Linked DNA regions of Mus musculus: region 2 is linked to region 1. The links are chromatin contacts, called in public promoter capture Hi-C maps. All regions are on one chromosome and are shown on one strand. Each heading gives the region's core, a stretch centred on a gene start, on an enhancer-like site or on the middle of the called end of the contact. The rest is flanking DNA. Distances are from core to core; before and after follow the strand shown.

Region 1 (4,578 bases), core at 1,510-4,009:
CCGTTTTATTGTCCCTCCTCAGCACGGTCTCCTGGGTCCTTTGCAGCTTCTGTCTGTTATAGATGCGGCCGTGAACATGAAAGTTCCGGCGTGTGTGGACATCAGTGGCCCTGTCTCTTGGGTCTCTGTGACTCTGGTTCAGTTCCTGGGGACTGCACTGTTTGAACATTGCCACCCACAAGCAGTGGATGTTTCTAGAGCGCCCTTGGCTCTCAGGAGGGAACGTGCTCTGTAAAGGAGTGACTTGAGGGATGGAGAGAGATAATGAGGTCATCACGGACCCAGAAGTCTTCCTTGGGCATATGCATCCAACGGGGCCTGGCAGCAAAAGCCAGGAGCTGGCACCCAGAGGCCCTGCAGTCAGTGTTCTTCTTAGGTGTGGGTGGAGCAGATGTGCCACCGTGGGTTAGGGGCACAGCTGCCCTGGAGACCCCACTCTGCCACTTACACATTCTGGAGCAGCAGCCTCTGGTACCTTTCTCAGGGGCTCACTTTCAGTAGAGATAGAGAAGGGGCCGGAAGGGCTCTGAGAGCAGGAGCACCAGGCGGATATCAGCGGGGTGGCCATCTCTGCTCAATTTACCCAATGCTCTTCTGCAGCAATTCTGACGATAACATGTTGAAAAACATCGAACTGTTCGATAAGCTGTCCCTGCGCTTCAACGGGCGGGTCCTGTTCATTAAGGACGTCATCGGGGACGAGATCTGCTGTTGGTCATTTTACGGCCAGGGCCGGAAAATCGCTGAAGTCTGTTGTACCTCCATCGTCTACGCCACTGAGAAGAAGCAGACCAAGGTGAGGGCCGTGCTCACGGGAACTCAAAAGAGGGGGTTGTGGCAGGTCAGAGAAATGGGGGCACTTCCTACCGACACTGGGCAAGCAGAGAGGGCTGTGCTCCCAGCTGTCTCCGGGCAATCTGGCCGGATTCAGGTTTGCACCTGTGTGCCCAGCCGCTAGGGCCTTCTCCCTCTGGCATCCTGATCTTTCTGACTGCCCGTGTGGGGTCACCCTGCTCCGGGTGGCAGGAACTCCACCAGCATGGCCTCATCGAGGCTCACCGGTCAGAGGCCTCTGCTGCCTTCCGAAGCTGACCCTTGACTGCCCTTGGCTGTCCACCCTGTCCTTCCCTTCTGCTGACCCGGATCTGTCTTCCGCTGACGTAGGCTCCACACGCCATGGCTTTTTACGGTTATTACGTGTAGGTGTGTATATCTGCAGGGGGTTTGTGCACATGAGTGCTGGTGCATCGGATTCCCTGGAGTTGTGAGCTGGAGCCCGGCTCACTGTCAGAACCACACCTCTCTCTAGGCGTGCTTGCCCAACCTTCTTAGACTTGGAGTGAAAGTGGCCCCCTCTTTCCCGCTCTCCCCTTCTGCTCGCTGCACATTCTGTCATTTCTCTCTCACCCTAAGGGAAATGGACGTTAATTTTGCCAAGGTTCTAGTCACCTGTGTGTAGGCCATAGTCACCTGTCGGGGTTGCTCTCACCCCTGAGGCTTTGGGAGATGTGGTTCCATGGGATCCTGGAGCTGGCAACTGAGGCTAAACTCAGGTTGTCGGGTTTGGCGGCTCTACCCTCTGAGCCACCTCAATGGCTCCGCTATGTTTTTTTGGTGTGTCTGGCAATTGCCACTGTGAGACTTGGGTCACAAGTTCCGCCTAGCCTTGTGATTGGAGCTCTTGTGGCAATGTGACTTTCCCAGCCTTCAGCCTCTCACACCGGCTGTCCCCATGGCTGGTCTGTGTGAAGCTGAGGAGCAGACCCTGCCCATGGAGGAAGTCGGATACCCAGAATAGCTTTGCAAGCTCTCTCCCTTCACTGTCCTGGGCTCACCTCTCAGTTACCCAGAGAGCTGGGGCTTTGCTTATCCCTGTCATTCTCCCACCCGCTCAGACCCCAACTCCCCACCCCTGCCATGAGGAAGATGTCACTGAGGACAGGCTCTGCTTGCAGCCGTGAATCCGCTGGAGGCCGAAGTGTAGTCAAGTGGAGGACATCCAGGGAGCACTGTGGACTCCCTGGGATTGCATTGTCAGCCTAGGAGCTGGGGAGCCTGAGGCCCTGCTGAGATGTAGTGTGAGGTAGTGGCCATGTGCAGCCGGCTAACGTTCCCACCATGTATTTTGTGGGGCACAGGTTGAGTTCCCTGAAGCCCGCATTTATGAGGAGACCCTGAATATCTTGCTGTACGAGGCCCAGGATGGCCGAGGACCTGACAATGCCCTCCTGGAGGCCACGGGCGGGGCAGCTGGACGTTCTCATCACCTGGACGAGGACGAGGAGCGGGAGCGGGAGCGGATCGAGCGCGTGAGGAGGATCCATATCAAGCGCCCAGATGACCGGGCCCACCTCCACCAGTGAGCAGGCCGAGCACCCTGCCTTCTGCCCTCCCTCTGCTCCTGCCCCGCCCCCTCAGACCCTGTGCAGGCTTTGGGGCACCTCCCACTTCCCCTGGAGTCTGAGACACTTTTGTAACAAGCCAGATGATTATTTTGTTATTTCTTGACAAAGTAGATTGCTTCTGTGTTGGCCCGGGTGTGCACCCCTTCTGAACATGCTGTGTCTGGGGTCCCACCTCCCGTGAGAGCCTGGAGCCCAGCCTTCTGGGGCCTTGGAGGAAAACGTATGAATGAGTTTGGCGTGTATGTGAGAACCTTTGTTGCAGTATTTATTTTTATGGGTGTTGACTACCTATTAGGGCCTCTTAGGTGACACTCCCTCAAGGACTTAGTTTGGCAGTTGGGAGGAACTGCGTAGTTGGCAGCCGGCCACCAAGGCGTCCTTGAGCAGCCTGGCCCTGGTGTGTTCTGAGCAGGCAGTCTTTGCTCTCCTGTGAGTCTGCTCTGTGTGCGGTTTTGTACAGAGCCCCTTGGGCACAGTGGAAGGGGGACGAAGTGTGCTTCTGGCCTCTCCCTGGTTCTCAGCATGGCAGGCACACTCCAGGCTGGGAGCAGACCGATTCCTGGCAGTTGGCTGCTCTCTCGGCTCAGTCCTTTTGATGTACCCCATCCAGGAAGGGGCAGCCATCGCTGCTTTAAGGGTCTACTCCTCTCTTGCATGGCTTCCTTTTCTCATCAAGGGGGTGCCTTGCCCTTTGGTTAGGAACTGGGGTGACCGCAGACACTGGCACCAGGTGAGGACACCACTGAGTTTGCAGCAGTTTCCCTGCAGAATAGAGTGGGCATGCAGATACCTTTGGGTCTTGTTGTGTTCAGGGGATGTGTGTGTGACTGCTGGTGGGACGTGTGACTGTAGGGCGCAGGCGCTCACGACAACAGTCAGTTACCTCGAGTCTGCTTTGCGCAGAGGAGTCGTGGCTGAGTAGACTAGTTTCAAGGTTAGGTGAGAGTGTGGGATGGATTTGGCTGCTTGATAAAGGAAGTGTTGGCTATTTTTTAGACCAAAGGTATTAAGTGGGCAATCTCTGACAGGTTTTAAAATTTCTATTTAGCGACGGTTTGTACAGCTCGCTTTGTACATGACAGTTGTATACCTTTCTCTTGTATCTGACACAAAACCTATGATAAATACTCAAACAATCCCGACTGGATCGAGGAACCATGTATGGGGTAGACTTTTGTATTAAGAGCCAAGAAAGGGAGCTTACGAATCATGTTTCCTACGTTTTTATACTGTTTGTTTTAAACGGCAGCCCTGCCCAGTGGGTTCAGCTTTTCTAGGAAGTGAATGTCAGTACTGGTGTTTTCTATAGGAATGGAGAAGCCATGTATACACTGTGTAAATGCTCATGTGAGAATGACCTAGCGGCACAATCTGACTTGCCTTGGCCTCTGGCCTTCCGGTTACTGTTTTTGGCAGCTCTCTCTACCTTCCTCTATCCTCAAACCTTGTGCCTGTAGCTTTGTACTTCAGCTCCCAGGGATAGGAACAGACCTAGTGAACATTCCACGGTGCCTGATCTCGCTGGCAACTGAGTCCAGCTAGGGCCTGACCCAGCGTCAGTCTCCAAAGCTCTGCTTCCGGATTCCAAACACTGGCGTGAGGGGCAGTAGTCAGCACTTCTAGATCACCATCTAGTGAGTCGCTGGTGTAGAGTGAACTTTTACTGCACACTAAGGGCTCACAATTAAAATAAACCAGAATAGCTTTTTGCTCATGGTAACCAAGTTCAGTGTCTGTGGGGCCCACAGCCTGGCAGGTCTGGCCCAGCTCTCTGTCACCTGCTGTGGGAGATGGACCGTTTGACCTCTCTGGAGGCTGAGACCCCATACCTGCTGCTCAGTGCTGGTAATCAGCCCTCCCCAGAGTGCGTGCCGGCCAGAGGGCTCCACCCACAGTCCCTGGTCATGTACGCACATCACACTCTTCCTGCCTCTGCACTATGAAAACCATACTGGGAGTTTTAGAAGTGCTCACTCTTGTACGAGTGTCTGCGGACATGTGTAAAATAAACGTTAAACTCTGCTTCTACTCACGCCGCCTTCTGGTCTTTTCGAGATCGCCTGGCCCAGTCAGCAGGGCTACTGAGGTGCAGCAAGGGCAAGGCTGCCACATCCTGCCTCAGAGTCTGTCCTTCTCTGGAGGGCTGAGGGATGGGCTGGTGTTAGATTGGCAT
Region 2 (4,525 bases), core at 94-2,593, 170 kb after region 1:
CCTGCCTTCCATGCTGTCCCCACATCCCAGGAGAGCAAGGAGAAGACTGTGCGCCCTACCTTTCCAGGGAGTGCAAGAATTCCGTCATGCAGGTTCTGAACATCGCGTCTGCCACATTCAAGGCCCCACACACCACCCCAAGCATGATGTCCGGCTTCTCTGCCTAGAAAAAGACTCCAGGTCTCAGTACCCGCGGGAAGCACGGATCTCTGCGTACACCCACACCCCGCCCTGGGAGGGAGGGTGGAGAGGTAAAGCGGCCTCTTACCTGCACCCGCTGAGCGATGAGGTGGTCCAGCCACCCCGTGTCGATATCGTTGTTCTGGAAGCTCTCGGTCTCCAGAAGGTTAACGAGATACTCCACAGTGGTCCGGAAGTCACCCCGGATGGACAGTTCCTTCAAAGCCACTACCATGTTCCTGGAGAGACACAGGACTGGTTTCCACGTTTACCCACGGTTCCTGGGAAGTTTGGGATTTGTTTTTTTCAGTGCGTCTGAGCGCACGGGAGGCACATGGACCGGCTTGAGTGACCTCACTTGAGTAACTTAACCACCCCGGGGCCTCAGTTACCTCGTCTGAAAAATGGGGTGATAACCTTGCCACCTGCAGTACTTGAGGGATGCTCCACATAATGCCGTTGCAGTCAACAGGTCTCAGAGTTTAGATCATCCTGATAGGTAATGATTCGAAGAAAGGGGTGGGGCCTCTCTGACTGAGCGCCTGTTCGGCCTCCCCTTGGTCTATTCCCATCTCCTGTCTCATAAAAGCCACTTCTGCCTGTCCCCTGGCTGCTCTGTCCAGGTGTGTCATGGGGAGGTCACATGAAGCCACAGGTCAGTCTCAGGACCTAAATCTGTATGTAACTCGGCCACGCAACTGAGGAAGACTGACTGCCACAGAGGGGTTTGTCTATAGCACGGATCAGGGAGCCAATCACAGAGTCCGGCAAGTGCTTTCCTCTGCTAGACTCTGTCAGCAGTATAAGCTGGAGTTTCTCTAAGTCTGTAGCAGCTGCAGACAGCGCCACAGTCTGAGCCTCTCCGGGAACATGCCGGGCCCACCCACTTCCTTCCGTTAATTAAGTCTCATTTGTTGCAAGTCTCCCTCCACTTTCCCGGAGGACCTCAGTTTGCCACGGAACACGATTAAAATGAATTAGCCTAAGCTGACAGAGGGACAGCACCATCAAAACTGTCAAACTCTCACCCTAAATCAATTCACAGTTAAACAGCCAGACCAGAGTCTAACATTTTTTTAAATGAAATACTCTCGATGCCTTTGGGCTCTTTACGCTCTGAAGAGTGGTTTGGTTGCCTGGCAGCACAGGATGCTTAACTACAACACAAAGTGCGTTTCACCTTCCTGGACTGGTGTAGAGGCAGGGAGATGTTAAGAGGAAAGACAGGGGGAGTATTGGGTTAATATGAGTTTCTCAGTCTGTTTAACTGTGACAGGATTTGCTAAGCAGGGATCACAGGCCATGTCACAAGCGTGGAGTAGAGAGCAGGGAGGAAGAGGAACCCCAGAAGAAACTGAGTCTTGGAGTAAAGATGGTGTGCAAACTATGAGGTGTTAAAGGTGCCCCCACCCTCTCCTGAGCCGAGTGCTGGGCACCGTTTAGACAGCTTTGAATGGTTTAGGGTCTCTTTGAAGTTAGCTCTCTTGCACACTCAAGACCCAGGGGCCTGGTGGGCTCCCTGCTCTTCACCACAGGTCTCCAACAGAGGAAGAGAATTGTTCTTGAACTTCAGTACTTAAAACAGTAAGTGATGCATAGGGAAGGACCTGTGTGTGTGTGTGTGTGTGTGTGTGTGTGTGTGTGTGTGCAGGTGCATGCACACTGATGCAAGTATATATGGGTCACAGGAGTTTGGTGTATGTGTGCATGCATGTGTGTGTGTGTGTGTGCAGGTGCATGCACACTGTTGCAAGTATAAATGGGTCACAGGAGTTTGGTGTATGTGTGCATGCATGTGTGTGTGTTCAGGTGCATGCACACTGTTGCAAGTATAAATGGGTCACAGGAGTTTGGTGTATGTGTGCATGTGTGCATGTGTGTGTGTGTGTGTGTGTGTGTGTGCAGGTGCATGCACACTGTTGCAAGTATAAATGGGTCACAGGAGTTTGGTGTATGTGTGCATGCATGTGTGTGTGTATGTGTGTGTATGTGTGTGTATGCGTGTGCATGCACCTCCAGCTGCCTTGTGGAGTCTGGGGTCAAACTCAGGTATTCAGGCCTATACACAAGTACTTCTGAATGTTTCTAGAACTGGGAAGCGGGGTTGGAGGAACGGGAAGGGAACCGGAGATACTGACGAAATGGCCTCTTCACGGTTCTCGCCCCAGGAGAAGCAGTGCCCAAACTGGGAATCGGCGAACTCGTGCAAGCCCCCAGCAGCGGCCACGCTGAAGTAACCCCACACGTTCTTGTTGCTGCGGAAGTTCAGCTCCTGCACTGTCCCCGAGCTTGGCTTAAAGCCCTGGAGCCCAGACAGAGGAAAAAGAGAAACAGAAGTCAGTTCTCTGAGCACTTGGTTGGGGAGATAGCCCAGTCCCGCAAATAGCACTGACTTCCCAAGCAGAAGGACCTGTGTTCGATCCCCACAGCACTCACAGACTGGACATTTTCATAGCTAAAAATGTAAGTGAAGAGTGGGAAGGACACTCAGTGGTTAGGAACACTGCCCACTCCTGCAGGGAACCTGGATGTGGTTCTCAGTACCAACACGGTGGCTCATGAACATATGTGACTCCAGTTCAGGAAGTCCAACACCCTCTTTTGCTCTCCTCCAGTAGCAGGCCCACGTATGGTGTACACACATGCAAGCAAGCAAAACGCTCATATGCATAAACTAAACACACACACACATATATGTATGTGTATATATATATATATATATGTATATATATACACACACATATATACATATATTTGTATATACGTGTGTATGTATATTGTGTGTGTGTGTATATATATATATATAAACATATATACACACATATATATAATATATATTATATATTAATTTTAAATAAACTAGGTATGGTAGCACATGCCTTTAATCCCAGCACTCTGGAGGCAGAATTGGGCATATCTCTGTGAGTCTGAGGCCAGAGTTATTATAGAAAGGCCTTGTTTTAAACACACACACACACAATCTTTGATTAAAAAATAAAACAGGAAGGTCTGGAGAGAAGGCTCAGCAGTTGAGAGCAGTCTCTTTCAGAGGTCCTGAGTTCAATTCCCAGCAACCACATGGTGGCTCACAACCATCTGTAATGGGATCCAATGCCCTCTTCTGGTGTGTCTGAAGACAGCAACAGTGTACTCATAACACACACACACACACACACACACACACACACACAGAAACCAGAAGAGACTGGTGAGCCCCAGAACAATGAGGGGTTGGTTTGGAAGCAATGAAGCCAGCTAAATTGTTTTCAAGACCCAAGGAAGAAGAATAAGCCTCAAGGGGACCTCCCACAGGCTCCCTAAAACACAGGACTACAGCAAAGAGCACAGAAACCAAGAAACCCCAGAACTTGGGCTCCAAACCTGGCTACACAAGCCAAAGATGGGAACCGTGTGGCGAGTTGGGAGGGCTTACCTGACCCCGGCAGGCTGGAACATGACCACCACCCAGTGAGGCCATGGGAGTGAGGGGCCATGTGAAGTGCTTGCTGAAGCCCAAAGCTATGACCAATAGCTTCCACCCAGAGTTTCTTGGGTATAAGCTGAGAATTCTGAGTGCCAGCATACCCACACCAAAGACCAGGGCCCACCCTTCGCCACAAGTCTGCAGTTGGTGTAGACACAGGGACCCACACTTGCCTCATCTGGGTTTTCGCTGGTGATCCTGGCTGCAATGACGTGGCCTCGGGCAATGGGAGGGCTCAAGGGGGTTTCAAAAGGAATGGGGGTCACTCCCCAGGGGGACTCTCCGTACAGAAGCCGTATGTCCTTCAGTCGGTGCAGGGGCACGCCCATGGCGATCTAAGGAAGAACCCATCGCACAGGTTAGTGTGCTAGGATCCTGGCCCTGAGACATGAAGAGTAACAGGGATGTGAAGAAAAGGCTCAGTCAACACTTCCAGATATACTGAGCCTATAACAGTGGATGTGAAGAAGAGGAGGCTCAGTTAACACTCTCAGACACACTGAGCCTATAGTGTCTAGACAGTGCTATGCACAGGGGAACAGGAGAGGAGAGAAAGAAAGTCAGCTGATCCCGGTATCAGACACTTGAAGTCCAGTGCTTAGAAAGCTGATGCAGGAGGATCACAAGTTCCAGGCCACACAGGGATAGCCTGGGGGGCGGGGGGGGGGGGGGCAGGAACAAAGGAAGACTCAACTAGGAGCATCATATCAGGAGGAGCTCCGCCATTAAGCCTGAGGCTAGCCCCTTGGAGCTACAGAGAGAAACCACAAGGCTGGCTGGATGGTCACGGAGGCTTCATGAAAGCAACAAGGAAAGCCCAGGCATGTCACGGCCTCCACTTGGTGCACGTGAGCATGTGGT

The links. Capture Hi-C pulls out chosen DNA fragments and counts their contacts.
Region 2: a promoter capture Hi-C map of adipose tissue shows a contact between it and region 1. The contact joins two enhancer-like sites. A contact is called at or near these places in 1 of 484 Hi-C or Micro-C datasets (CD4 T cells), 2 of 115 datasets of contacts at active chromatin or transcription factors (both in embryonic stem cells) and 3 of 9 other capture datasets (adipose tissue, embryonic stem cells and pancreatic islet).

Annotation. Positions count from the first base shown.
Region 1 is chr5:114,363,427-114,368,004 of GRCm38.p6, reverse strand. It overlaps Myo1h (myosin 1H), which reads right to left. Exons shown (of 32, transcript NM_001164573.2): 32 at 3,429-4,578. It overlaps Kctd10 (potassium channel tetramerisation domain containing 10), which reads left to right. Exons shown (of 7, transcript NM_026145.4): 6 at 601-796; 7 at 2,139-4,433. The coding sequence ends at 2,363. Among named protein-coding and RNA genes, the nearest start is that of Kctd10, 15 kb to the left of the region's middle. Within about 2 kb of position 2,759, at least 74 of the 459 cell types and tissues checked have an H3K27ac peak or open chromatin away from gene starts, as enhancers often do. A contact at or near this core is called in adipose tissue, where this site is marked.
Region 2 is chr5:114,196,134-114,200,658 of GRCm38.p6, reverse strand. It overlaps Acacb (acetyl-Coenzyme A carboxylase beta), which reads right to left. Exons shown (of 52, transcript NM_133904.2): 11 at 3,838-3,999; 12 at 2,319-2,482; 13 at 269-419; 14 at 60-163. Among named protein-coding and RNA genes, the nearest start is that of Acacb, 33 kb to the right of the region's middle. Within about 2 kb of position 1,343, at least 74 of the 459 cell types and tissues checked have an H3K27ac peak or open chromatin away from gene starts, as enhancers often do. A contact at or near this core is called in adipose tissue, where this site is marked.